Regions from separate parts of the Hordeum vulgare genome. Here regions 1 and 2 are each linked to region 3. A link is a contact called in public Hi-C data. All regions are on one chromosome and are shown on one strand. The core of a region is the stretch at or near the end of the contact, and the rest is flanking DNA. Distances in the headings are between cores, read along the strand shown.

What was found. A called contact is a pair of places that touch in the nucleus more often than the background predicts.
Region 1: a Hi-C map of leaf shows a contact between it and region 3, with 2.4 times the contacts expected there. The contact joins the enhancer-like site here to the promoter of LOC123443748 in region 3. A contact is called at or near these places in 3 of 6 Hi-C or Micro-C datasets (leaf and seedling).
Region 2: a Hi-C map of seedling shows a contact between it and region 3, with 4 times the contacts expected there. The contact joins the enhancer-like site here to the promoter of LOC123443748 in region 3. A contact is called at or near these places in 2 of 6 Hi-C or Micro-C datasets (leaf and seedling).

The regions. Positions count from the first base shown.
Region 1 is chr3H:325,945,312-325,949,131 of MorexV3_pseudomolecules_assembly, reverse strand. It overlaps the pseudogene LOC123441735. Among protein-coding and RNA genes, the nearest start is that of LOC123441736, 36 kb to the left of the region's middle. Within about 2 kb of position 1,666, at least 2 of the 3 cell types and tissues checked have open chromatin away from gene starts, as enhancers often do. A contact at or near this core is called in leaf, where this site is marked.
Region 2 is chr3H:326,018,589-326,022,351 of MorexV3_pseudomolecules_assembly, reverse strand. No RefSeq gene overlaps it. Among protein-coding and RNA genes, the nearest start is that of LOC123441736, 38 kb to the right of the region's middle. Within about 2 kb of position 2,406, at least 3 of the 3 cell types and tissues checked have open chromatin away from gene starts, as enhancers often do. A contact at or near this core is called in leaf and seedling, where this site is marked.
Region 3 is chr3H:325,511,247-325,515,253 of MorexV3_pseudomolecules_assembly, reverse strand. It overlaps LOC123443748 (glyoxylate/succinic semialdehyde reductase 2, chloroplastic), which reads left to right and starts at 2,401. Exons shown (of 12, transcript XM_045120269.1): 1 at 2,401-2,628; 2 at 2,732-2,825; 3 at 3,038-3,103; 4 at 3,832-3,907. The coding sequence starts at 2,523.

The DNA of each region.
Region 1 (3,820 bases), core at 417-2,916, 430 kb before region 3:
TGGATAACCCCTGCGACAACATTGACCTCAATCTCTTCTACGCTTCCACCACCATCACCATGGGTAATGGCACAAGAACTCCTTTTTGGGACGCTCCATGGATTAATAACCAAAAACCCAAGGATTTAGCTCCACTCATTTTCGAGGCTTCTATGCGCAAAAATTGGAAGGTGAGAGAGGCCCTCAATAATGGGGCATGGGTTGCCAAGGTCAAAGTTTCCGCAAACTTCACCATGGAGCATATTTGACAATTTGTGACCCTTTGGTCCACCATCCAAGGCCTTCACCTCGATGAGCATGCAGAAGACCATATCCTGTGGAGGCACACGAGAAGAGGGCAATACTCCGCGGACTCCGCCTACAAGGCCCAATTCCTGGGTACGGTCTACTCTGCAATGGAGCAAATGATATGGAAAGTGTGAGCCCCTCCCAAGGACAAGTTTTTCTCCTGGCTGGCTACACAAGACCGTATTTGGACCGCCGACCGACTAGCCAAGCGAGGATGGCCGAACTGTAACCTCTGCCCACTCTACAAGCAAGTAGAGGAGTCCGATCCCCATATGTTCTATAAGTGCCGGTTCACACTCCGTCTTTGGAGCATGGTGAACGACTGGCTCCACTTGATTGACTTTAATAATTCAGGTTGGCATCTTGAGAATTCAGTTAGTGATTGATAGGTCTAGAAATCCGATGACAGCAAGCCCAACAGGAAGGCATTGGCATCCCTTATGATGCTTGTCGAATGGATTCTTTGGAATAAGTGAAACGCGTGCGTCTTTCATCACAAGAATACGCCAACAACAATCTTGCTCAACAACATCAAAAGCAAAACAGTTGGGCATCATCATACCGGGAAAGTGAGCTCTATGTAGTGTGGGGTTTGTAATAAAAATTCTATTCTCCTCTTATTTAATATATGAGACAAATCTTTTGCCCCCGTTTAAAAAAAAACCATCCCTAGTTCAACCAATCCTAGTTCTGAGGATCTTGGAGCCGAGATCACCACGGCGAAACTCACGAAACCCCGCATGTACATGACTAACATCAGATCAGCGATGAACTGATCAGGATGCCATGACAAGCACATGAGGTCAGGAGAAAGTGAAGGGAATAAAGAGGATGTGGACAAAACTGATGGGAGCAGTGCGTGAGCGCAAATCTTCTCGCTCGATTTCCAGTGCCGCGGCGTCCTGTGGTGGCGACAACCAGCTCGTGATCCTGCAACGTTTGCACATGCAAACAGTGACCACACGCGCGTGACCACGTCAATATTGTCAGCATGGAGACTTGCCTCGGGATCGGCAAGTAATTGAATCTTAGATCAGGCCAACGGCAGTCCTGATCAAGCACAACCAACAGTCCAACAGCCAGTTGTTATTTTTATTGTTTTCGCATTGATGATGCGTTGCATGGACCTGGTAAGCAGCCACAGACGTAATGCTGCAAACAACATCTGCAAGTAACCAAGAGTGCTAACTACACAAAGTTAATCTTACAAGCGAATTAGAGAAGATTAGTCACCAGGATGCTTGCCAATTTAGGCACGAAGGCTTTCAAAAAAAAAAAGTTAGGCACGAAGGCACCTGGCACGTTAGCCTTCACCGGAATGTATATTTGGAGCTCCCTCCTATTTGTCGCAGGCGTGCGTCAAACTGGCGCACTTTCGCGCAGAGCCTCCGACCGACTAGGCCGGTCCATGTAGCTATCCTCTGTGATGTAGCTAAACTGCACTGCAGTAGACCTGGTACTCTAGCAAACAGGAGGCCGTACCGTTTCGAATTCGGTTTTTTGAAAATTCACGATTTTATTTCTAAAATTGAATGCTAGTGGGCTCATTTTTTTTTTTAAAAAGTGTACACTTTTTGAAATTTCAAACTTTTATTAACATGCTAATTTCAAAAAATAAGAAATGTGAATATTTTCACAAACACAACTTGTTTTTGAAATGATGTATAGTTTTTAAAACGTGAATATAAAAATTGAGATAAATTTTTGAAAAATCCCAAACATTTTCTGAAACACAAATTTTTTTAATCTGTGATTGTATTTCAAACACGAATACTTTAACATTCCAAACTATTTTTAAAATTTACGAACATCTTTCTAAAAAAGGAAAAAAATGGAAATGAAAGGGAAAAATAAAAACGAAAGAAAATACAGTAAAACAATCTAGAGAAAAAACCAATATGAGTGAGCCGAAATCTTCAATGTGGCCAAAACCAAATAAGGAGTTGCCTAGCTAATGGGCCGACCCGTTTCAATTGTCTTGTGTGATTTGCGCGCCTTAAATTGGAACGATGATCCATAGATAGTCATCTAGTGCACAAGCACCGAAGTCACTAATTAAGGCGCAAGTACCGTCAGAGACGAGCAAGACGCTTGGAAATCGCTATGAAAGACACATGTTTGGGCGAATGCACGGTTGTTTCTATGGAGGTTGTCAACACATTCACTCACAACGGAAGATGTTAGGGCCTACAAACACGTGAAAGACAATGGTTTGTGCGGACTATGCGATGTGCTCGACTCCTGGAGACACTTATTGATAGTTTGCACAAAGTCAGGATGTACTTGGGCTATTGTCGACCAGGACTTGACTCAAATTCTGGCAACTACCTATGAACCAAGTGCTAAGCAATGCTTATTTACACTTATGAAATCATTATCACATGTACATTTTGCGAATCTTTGGTTACTCTTTAAGGCATGTGGTGTGCTAGACGCAAGGCCATCCGTGAGGGCATATTTCTAACACTGCAAGCAAACTATAATTTATAAAAGAGGTTCATTGATGAACTAGATATGGTTAGAGAAACTCGTCCACATATAATTGAGAGGCCATCAAATCTTTCTCAAGTTAGGCGCCAACGGCCTAAGGCACCACCACTACGTTACGCCAAAGTTCATGTTGATGCTCGGTGCGACCGTGAAGGGGCGGTTCCATGGCAGCGGTATGCGGAGCCAAAGAAGAAATTTTTTGAACAACTCTTCACTCGTGATACAAGGAGTGCATAATCCAACGAGCCTCGAGGCCATTGCGTGTAGGAGCTATCACCATTGCTAGAGATTTGCATCTTCAACATTTTGCCATCGCTTCTTACTCCAAACTAGTGGTAGGAGATATCAACAAAGGTGCCCTAGGAAGCTACAATGCCATCATTAGCGAAACTAATCTTATAGCACTTTAATTTTAGTGTAATTTTACTTTTGAAAGTCGTGCGATCAATTTCGACACACATAGTCTAGCCAAGTTTCCTCCATCTCTGAGTGAGGGACGTCATGTGTGGCTTGGATAACTCTATGATCCGAATTGTATCCCACTTATTATGTTCTTTGATGAATAGTACTTGGTTTACCCCTAAAAATAATAATTAATGGGTATCCCTTGCAAAGGTCACTCCCAACTTTTCTAGGTTGCAACAACTCGCGCGCTGCATGGGCACCACTTGTCGCAACGTGAGTGTTTCTCTTTTTCCATAGATTATTCGTTTATTCATAATGTTTTATCTCTCAAACCTTGTCTCCAAATTCCGAACTACTTTCACCATCAGATTTCTCGCATCGAGACCTTCAAAACTAGATCACATGTTAATATATTTTCATGAACTTTCTTTCACAAAAATACCGAAAGAAAAAAAGCGAGTCGAAGGCATGTTTCCTCCCTTCCAAAGAGGCATAGATGTGCCTCCCGCGGAAGCAAATATGTGCGTCCATGCCTATCTCGAAAGAAAGAAATAAAATGCATTTTTTCATTTCTGAGTGGCACAACGAAAGCAAATCTATGCCCCAAAAAAAGTAAATATGTGTCTTCGCGAAAAGC
Region 2 (3,763 bases), core at 1,157-3,656, 510 kb before region 3:
AGTGATCCCCAGTGACCCCCTGCTTCATCATCAAAGACTGGATGACTTGAAGACTCGGAGACTCGATCAATCGATCGTCGAGCCAGACCCGTCACATCACCTCACACCCCTTAGTTGTACGACCCTGCAGAGCTACTATCGAGTACTAAGGGTGATACCATGTAATGTACTCCTGATGTTAATTTTGTAGTGTAGTTAACCCAAGGTGGCTTACGAATGGTCATTCCTCCTTCCCCACTTCCGATAACGACTCTGTCGTGCAACCCCTCAAGCGTGAACCATCAAGGGTGATTCCTACCTCGTCACCTTGATGGTAACATTGATTGGAATCCATCAAGGGTGATACCTCAGATTCCTTTGATGTTATACACACACGGTTACTTTAACTTTACTACTTGAACATGATGAGATGTTATACCTCAGATTCCCACGTAATTGTGACGAGGCATGGCCGGGAATTCTTGGCCCTTGCCACAAGTCCTCAAGACAAGGAAACTGGACCACATATCGTGGGTCACTCATCGTCACGACAGTTAAGGTGCGGGTGGATACCCGCGTGATTGCGACGAGGTGTGGCTGGGCATTCTTGGGCCTTGCCACAATTCCTCGAGACGGGGCGACGGGACCACCTATCATGGATCATTGATCATCACGGTAGTTTAACAAAGCATTACTGGGTTTAGTTATGTGATCTGAGAAGGCCTCTGGCATGTTTCGCACTAACCACCACATGGGAATAAGTATGGGCACTATGCGTTGTACATTCACTCAAAAGCTCTTCAGATATCATAGTGAGCAGCACACATTGGGTGGTCCGTGCAAGGAATGTTCTTATATTAAGAGGTTCTAGGACTGATATCGGCCATCCTCGCAATGCACAGGACTGTGAAGGGAGATTGGCCCATGACCCGTTTGTGATTAGGATGTAAACCGGCGTGCGACCTTTCTATTGAGCCTAGGTAGGACTACACCGTGTCGATCAGCAGAGGCCGGGCATGACCCAGGAAAGTGTGTCCGACCGGAGTTAATCGAGCACGTAGGGTAAGTTTGTGCACCCCTGCACGGAAGTATATCTATTCAAATAGTCGTGTCCACGGTAATAGGCGCTCAGAGGGTATCCTGATCTTCTATAACTGGAACTGGATACTTGTGATGTTAAATTGAAATGTTGGCTCCCAAATTGCTTTCTCGCACGAAATCGAGGAAGGATCTCTGGGAATTTTTAATGAATTTGTGCAACATAATTATTACATATGTGTTGCTGATCTACACTCTTCTAATACTACAAGACACTAAAGATGCTTGTCTTCGATAGGACTAGCCCCCCTCTTTATTCTGGAATTTTTTGCAGTCAGTCCAAAGATATAGCCCCATTCCTTTGAAACTGATGCATATTTAGCATAGTCCTCATGTCAGTCTTGTGAGTACTTTGGATGAGTACCCATCGTTGCTTTGCTCCCCCTTTTTCTTTTGATACGATTGTCACGACCATATGACGAAGCCCAGGAGATGGGTCATCCCGCAGGCGACTACTACTTCCCCGATGGAGCCTACTACTATGTGGAGGCCGCTGACGACCAAGTGTAGTTAGGAGGCTCCTAGGCAGGAGGTGTTGCCTTTTCGTTCAGATTTTATGTTTGTGCTAGCCTTCTTAAGGCAAAACTTGTGTACTTATGTCTGTACTCACATATTGCTTGCTTTCGCGACTCGTTTATTTTCGAGCTTATGTATTCGAGCTCTCGAGGGCCGTCGCTTGTAATATTAAGCTTGTATGACTTTAATTTGCGTCTAGGGTTGTGTTGTGATACCTTCCCCTGAGTCCCTAATCTTGGTCGTACACATTTGCATGTATGATTAGCGTTTGATCAAAATGGGGGCGTCACATGCACCTATATAGTTGGTGCCACATCCCTAGTTTTAGACATGTTTGCCATTGCATTTCATACATGCATTCTTTTAATGAATTGAGGATCTAGTAAGCCTCATAAAGCATTCTTCACAAAAATGACCAAGATAACATTGCCTCAAACAACTCCAAGAAAATGTTCTTGTTGTTCTGTGAAAATATTGGCAATAGGGAAAACTTAAACCAATACTTTTGGAATCACAAAAATATATATATTTGGAATTTTAGTTAATCCAATAAGTTTTTGCATTGGATCTATAAGTACTATAAATAGTTTTATAGAACCTAAAATTCTGAAAGGTTGCAAGTGGCCCTGAATATATTCCAATAAGCCACATAAATATTTTCAAAAGGTTTTCAAATGATTAGGTATTTGAATCAAATAAAAACATAATACAAATAAATAAATGACAGAAACAAACAGAAAATAGAGAGGACTATCCTGGAGCTTACCTCGCGGCCCACTGGACAGCCAGCCCACCAGGCCCAGCTCGCCACTCGTCTTCTCCATCGTGCCAGAAGGACGCCGGCGTGTGCCCGACGCACACGCGCGCTCAGCGCACCATGCACCAGCCTGTCGCCCCCTCCCCGCTAGTGCGACGAGATGGATAGCTTCGTCACAGACGTGCCGACCCTGCCAGCTCCCTCTCCTCCCTTTCCCCTCCCTCTGTCTTTTCCCCTTTTCCATGCCGAATCGTCCATGGCCAAGCTACCACCGTTCACGTAGCCACCGGCCACCATTCGCGTAGCAACCAGCCACCCCTTGCCCCTCTGTCTTGTCCAACGGAACCGCCTCGATGCCATGCCAACGGAACCGCCTCGATGCCATACACTCTGTGCTGTAGCCGTCATCCACGCGAGCTCCTAGCACCACCGTCCTCCATTGACGACAAGCTCCATGCTCTGGTGCACTTCGACTCGACCTAGTTGCACCATTGGGTTCCTGCTGCTCCGTAGATGCCTCCCGGTCCCCTAGCCTGCTTGATAGAACATCCCAGCGCTAAGAGTGCAACCACCGAGCTCCAGCCGCCACCTCCATCGTCGCACACGACGACTCCGACCGTCCCCCGAGCCCCGAGTTGGCCCGCTAGACGCAGGGGGGTTGAGGTCTACGCCCTGGTGCCATCTCCAATGTCCTTGTGGCCTCCTCCGCGGACGCTGATGTGTCCAGAGGTCACTAGCGTCGAGCCTCGCCGGCCTGGGCCACTCACCGGCAGGTCCTGCATGCCACATAATTAAGTTAAGCCTAATTACCAATTAGCTAATCCCACGAGCTACTCACGTGTGGACCCCGTGGTCTAATAAAGCCCTAGTTAAAACTGAAACATGTTAATTATAGCCGAGCCACTGATGTGTGGACCCCACACATCAGGTTTGACCTGACCCGGCTTTGTTGACCGCACTCTGACACAGAAGTGACGCAATATTTGATTTCTGGATTTATTTAATTCCAGAAAATTCTTAAAACTTTTAAAAATCATTGAAAATAATTTGTAAGTCCAATGAAAATAAATTATATATGAAATTATCAAAAAAAATCGATGAATCTGGTGGTGGCATTTTCATGCATGTTAGAAGAACTTATGTATTTTGTTTAGGGAAAATCAAAAAAATGCCATTTAAATATTCACATATGGAGTTTCAATTTGAACCTTTGGTTCAAACCAACTTCATTTAATCTTGATGCTAGATGCATTAGCTCAATCAACATCATTTTGGCATGTCATGATCATGCATCATAGTGTTGCATTCCTTTGAAGTAAATGTTATTCTTTTTCTCTTTGCCGGTGCTATTCCCTCTCGGTAGACGATGGTTTCGGCGTTGTGATCGTTGGCACCAATGAAGACCCATGGTTA
Region 3 (4,007 bases), core at 1,152-3,651:
ACCAGTAGGAGACTCATGCAAACGAACGTCGATAGTACTTGCACACACACAAGACAAATATTTGCACCCAATGCGGGCAACCTGAGATTCAACCCCTTCGGACACATTAGAAAAACTCTCTTTCCCCAGATATAAGAAGGAGCTAGAAAGTATGTGGAGAGGGGCATTTGGAGTGCTTCAAACCCGTTTCGTAGTTGTTCATGGACGTGCTAAACAATGGAATCCAAAGATCTTTGTGATAGGTGATGACATATTGTGTGATCATGCACGACATGATCACGAAGGGTGAGGATGAAGATTTTGCTGGAGGTCTGGAATTTGAGAGCATGGATGATCCTATCTAACTTCCACATCTGAATTCGACCACTTTGTTCAAATGAATCAACAAATTTGGGACTATTTTAATATTTTATTTGAAAACTTAGTTGGATTCAAGTTTGAACTATTTTATTTAAAAACTTAGTTGGATTGTAATATTTTAATTAGAACTATTGTGGCATTTGAATATTTTCACTCATCAAAGATTTGATATGTTATTATTTTAAACTTGTGGATTCTAACAAGTAGAGGCAAACGTTTAAGGGACAAGGTGAGATTGTCGACTCCCATACCGTTGTTCACGGGAGAGTCCGGACCAGTCCATGGATAAATACAGTGCTCACTTTGAGGGTCGGTGTTGAAGGTGCCCTAACATATTTGTCCAAATAATAGTGTGTTGTATGTGCTCTTTCTACTAACAAATAAAGTACCAAAGGCAAAGTTGGCTAACTAGGACTAAATTGAAAAATCCACCACAATAACGTTTGAAGTTTGTCGAAACGCTAAAAGTTTGCAAAAACAACCGATCCATAGTACCCCTTTCATCTACTAATAAAAGGTCACTTCATATGTTTATGTCGAATTTTGATCATTAATTTTACCAATGAAATGTGAGTCATATGCCATAAAATGTATACCATTGGATGCACATTTGAAAGAACTTTTCAGTCATATATTTTTTACAAAATACAACCAATGGTTTTTGGTCAAGATTCGACATGAAAAACGAAGTGGCTTTGTTCTATTACAAAAACTGAAAATTGGTCTTTTTTGTAAAATTTTAACATTTGGGTTGTTTTCAGCAAATTACAAAGCAATTGTGGTGGTATTTTTATAACTAGATGATGCCCCGCGCGTTGCTGCAAAAAACATGATAAATAGATATATAAATAGGTGTTGAAAAACAAAATCTATTTGCTAAAAACATATTAGTATTGCTCTCGTTTTATATTTCAAGAATAATAAATCATATGAAGCATTTAACAAAGAGATGCATAAAAAAGTGTAACATGATCTACATATATTTGCTCTAAAGTATACACCGTTTTATTCTCATAACAAAAATTAGTGAAATAATGTGTAGATTAGTGCACACATTATAACTTATGACCACATGTATGACTTGATGATGTCGCATGGTTACATAAAAAAATTATGACTAAATGCATGACTGATAATGTGACATGGTTGCATGAGAAGAAATAATAGGTAGTAGGTTACAACTACTCCGTATTTAAGAATAGAAGATTTAGTCCGTTAATAGTATAGCCAACTGCTGGCTATAAGCAGTTTTATAGCTCATCTTATAGCTAACTTGTACAATAGTTAGCTATAAAAGAGTACTACTTTTATCATATATGGTCCACCTTTCATTCTCACAAAGCACCTAGGAGCACGTGCTAGAGCTGGCTCTTCACGAAGAGTCCGCTTCCCTTCTCTCTTCTTTTCTCTCTCATCCAACTCAGTAAAAATATACTTCCTCCGTTCCTAAATATAAGACATTTTAGAGATTGCACTATAAACTACATACGGATGTACATAGACATATTTCAGAGTATAGATTCATTCATTTTGTTCCTTACGTAGTCTCTTATAAAATTCCTAAAAGGTCTTATATTTTGAAACGAAGGGAGTAGTATTTTAATTCTTACAGTCTGCTGACTGTACCTTATTGTACTTGCTCTTGGTTAATAGTATAGCCAACTGCTGGCTATAAGCAGTCTTATGGCTTATCTTATAGCTAGCTTGTACAATAGTTAGCTATAAAAGAGTACTACTTTTATCATATATGGCTCACGTTTCATTCTCACAAAGCGCCTAGGAGCCCGTGCTAGAGCTGACTCTTCACGAAGAGCCCGCTTCCCTTCTTTCTTCTCTTCTCTCTCATACAACTCAGCAAAAATATACTCCCTCCGTTTCAAAATTATTGTCTCAAGCTTAGTACAAATTTGTACTAGAGCTAGTACAAAGTTAAAACACTTATTTTAGAACGGAGGGAGTAGCATTTTAATCCTTACAGTGTGCAGACTGACCTTGTACTTGCTCTAACCGGAGCGGGGTTCGGATCGGGTGGCGCAGCCGCGTCGCGTTGGGCTCGCACGCTGTCCCAGATCACGCTTTTGCGACCGCGGATCCGCGACCACCAGCAGTTGTAGCTTCGTCGTCGCGGAGCTCGAATCTTATCCCGCTTATTATCTGCATCCATGGCCGCGGCCAGCTTCCTCCTCAGCCCCAGGGTGACGCTGCCCCTGCGCCGAGGATCCCGCCTCCTCGTGTCCTGCTCCGCCTCTTCGTCGTCCTCCTCGTCAGGTGTCGGCTCCCTTCTTCGGTTCAGCAGACGCAGCTGTGTATGTAGTGTAGTTGAAAGATTCAATGTAGTACTAGTACTTATCAGATTCTTCTTGCGTCTCAGATGCTGCTGGAGGGATGGGATTCCAGGGAAGGGTGGGGTTCTTGGGCCTCGGGATCATGGGCGCCCCCATGGCATCAAACCTCATCAAGGCTGGGTGATTCCCTTCTCTTCTACTTCTGTCTCTCTTCCTTCTTTTCCCTTTTGTTGTTACCGGGAAACATACAGTTTTACTTTGGTACCTTGTCTTCTTGTCTTGGATTTTTATACATTTCAAATCAGTATTATGCTTATGCTTTTACTGACTGGTGATCAAAATATCGAATGTATGGTTTTATGCTTATGCTTTTACTGACTGGTGATCTGCAGTTGTGATATTACAGTTTGGAACAGAACCAAGAGCAAGTGCGATCCTCTTCTCAGCCTCGGTGCCAAGTATGCTCCACATCAACTCAATTGTGATCTACAACCATCTTCTACTTATTAAATATGTGCCATTTCCTAAACAACTACCTGAGGGATTGTCTGTAGCTCGTGGATTCGGGCCGAAACCACACCACCTCATAACTGAAACTTGATATAACTATAAAACTCTCACATGTTCACTAGTAAACACAACTACATTTTTCTTCTCTGACTACCTTGTTCTGCTCTACTTTATTTGAAAACATTATATTTTCCTAAAATCTTGTACATCTAGATAGCTAGCCCCCGCTACTATATTAATATCAACATGCAAGCATGCCACCTCATCATGTAACATGCATGGGAAAAGGTCCACCTCAACATCCAAACATGCATAAGAATTTCCATTCTATTATGCTATTTATATTTAATAAAAAATATACAACTACACAGTAATCAAACATAATATATCATTTATATTTTCTTTTTATAGTTATCATATTGTTACTCCAAATACCCATATAACCAAATATATTACAAAACATTCCCGCAACAACGTGCGGGGTATCATCTAGTTCCACTAAAAACTGTTCCCACTTGAAAGAGACCAAAGATTATGGTGTGAATGGATTTAGTCTATTAGATAGTTCATGTTGTTGATGTTGATCAAAGTTAAGAGACAGTATTGCGTGTAACAAAAGATGTAAGCAACACTCCGTTTGATTGACTCTCTCATACAAGAGGATGGCTTCCTACAGGTTCGAATCTTCGCCCGCCAGAGTTTCATCATCCTGTGATGTCACCTTTGCAATGCTTGCTGACCCAGAAAGCGCGGTATAAGTTCCGTTTCAGCATTCCAATGGCCATTTCTTTTATTCATGAAGTCTCGGCATGATAACATACCTAATCATGTCCATAAACGATTTGTTTCAAA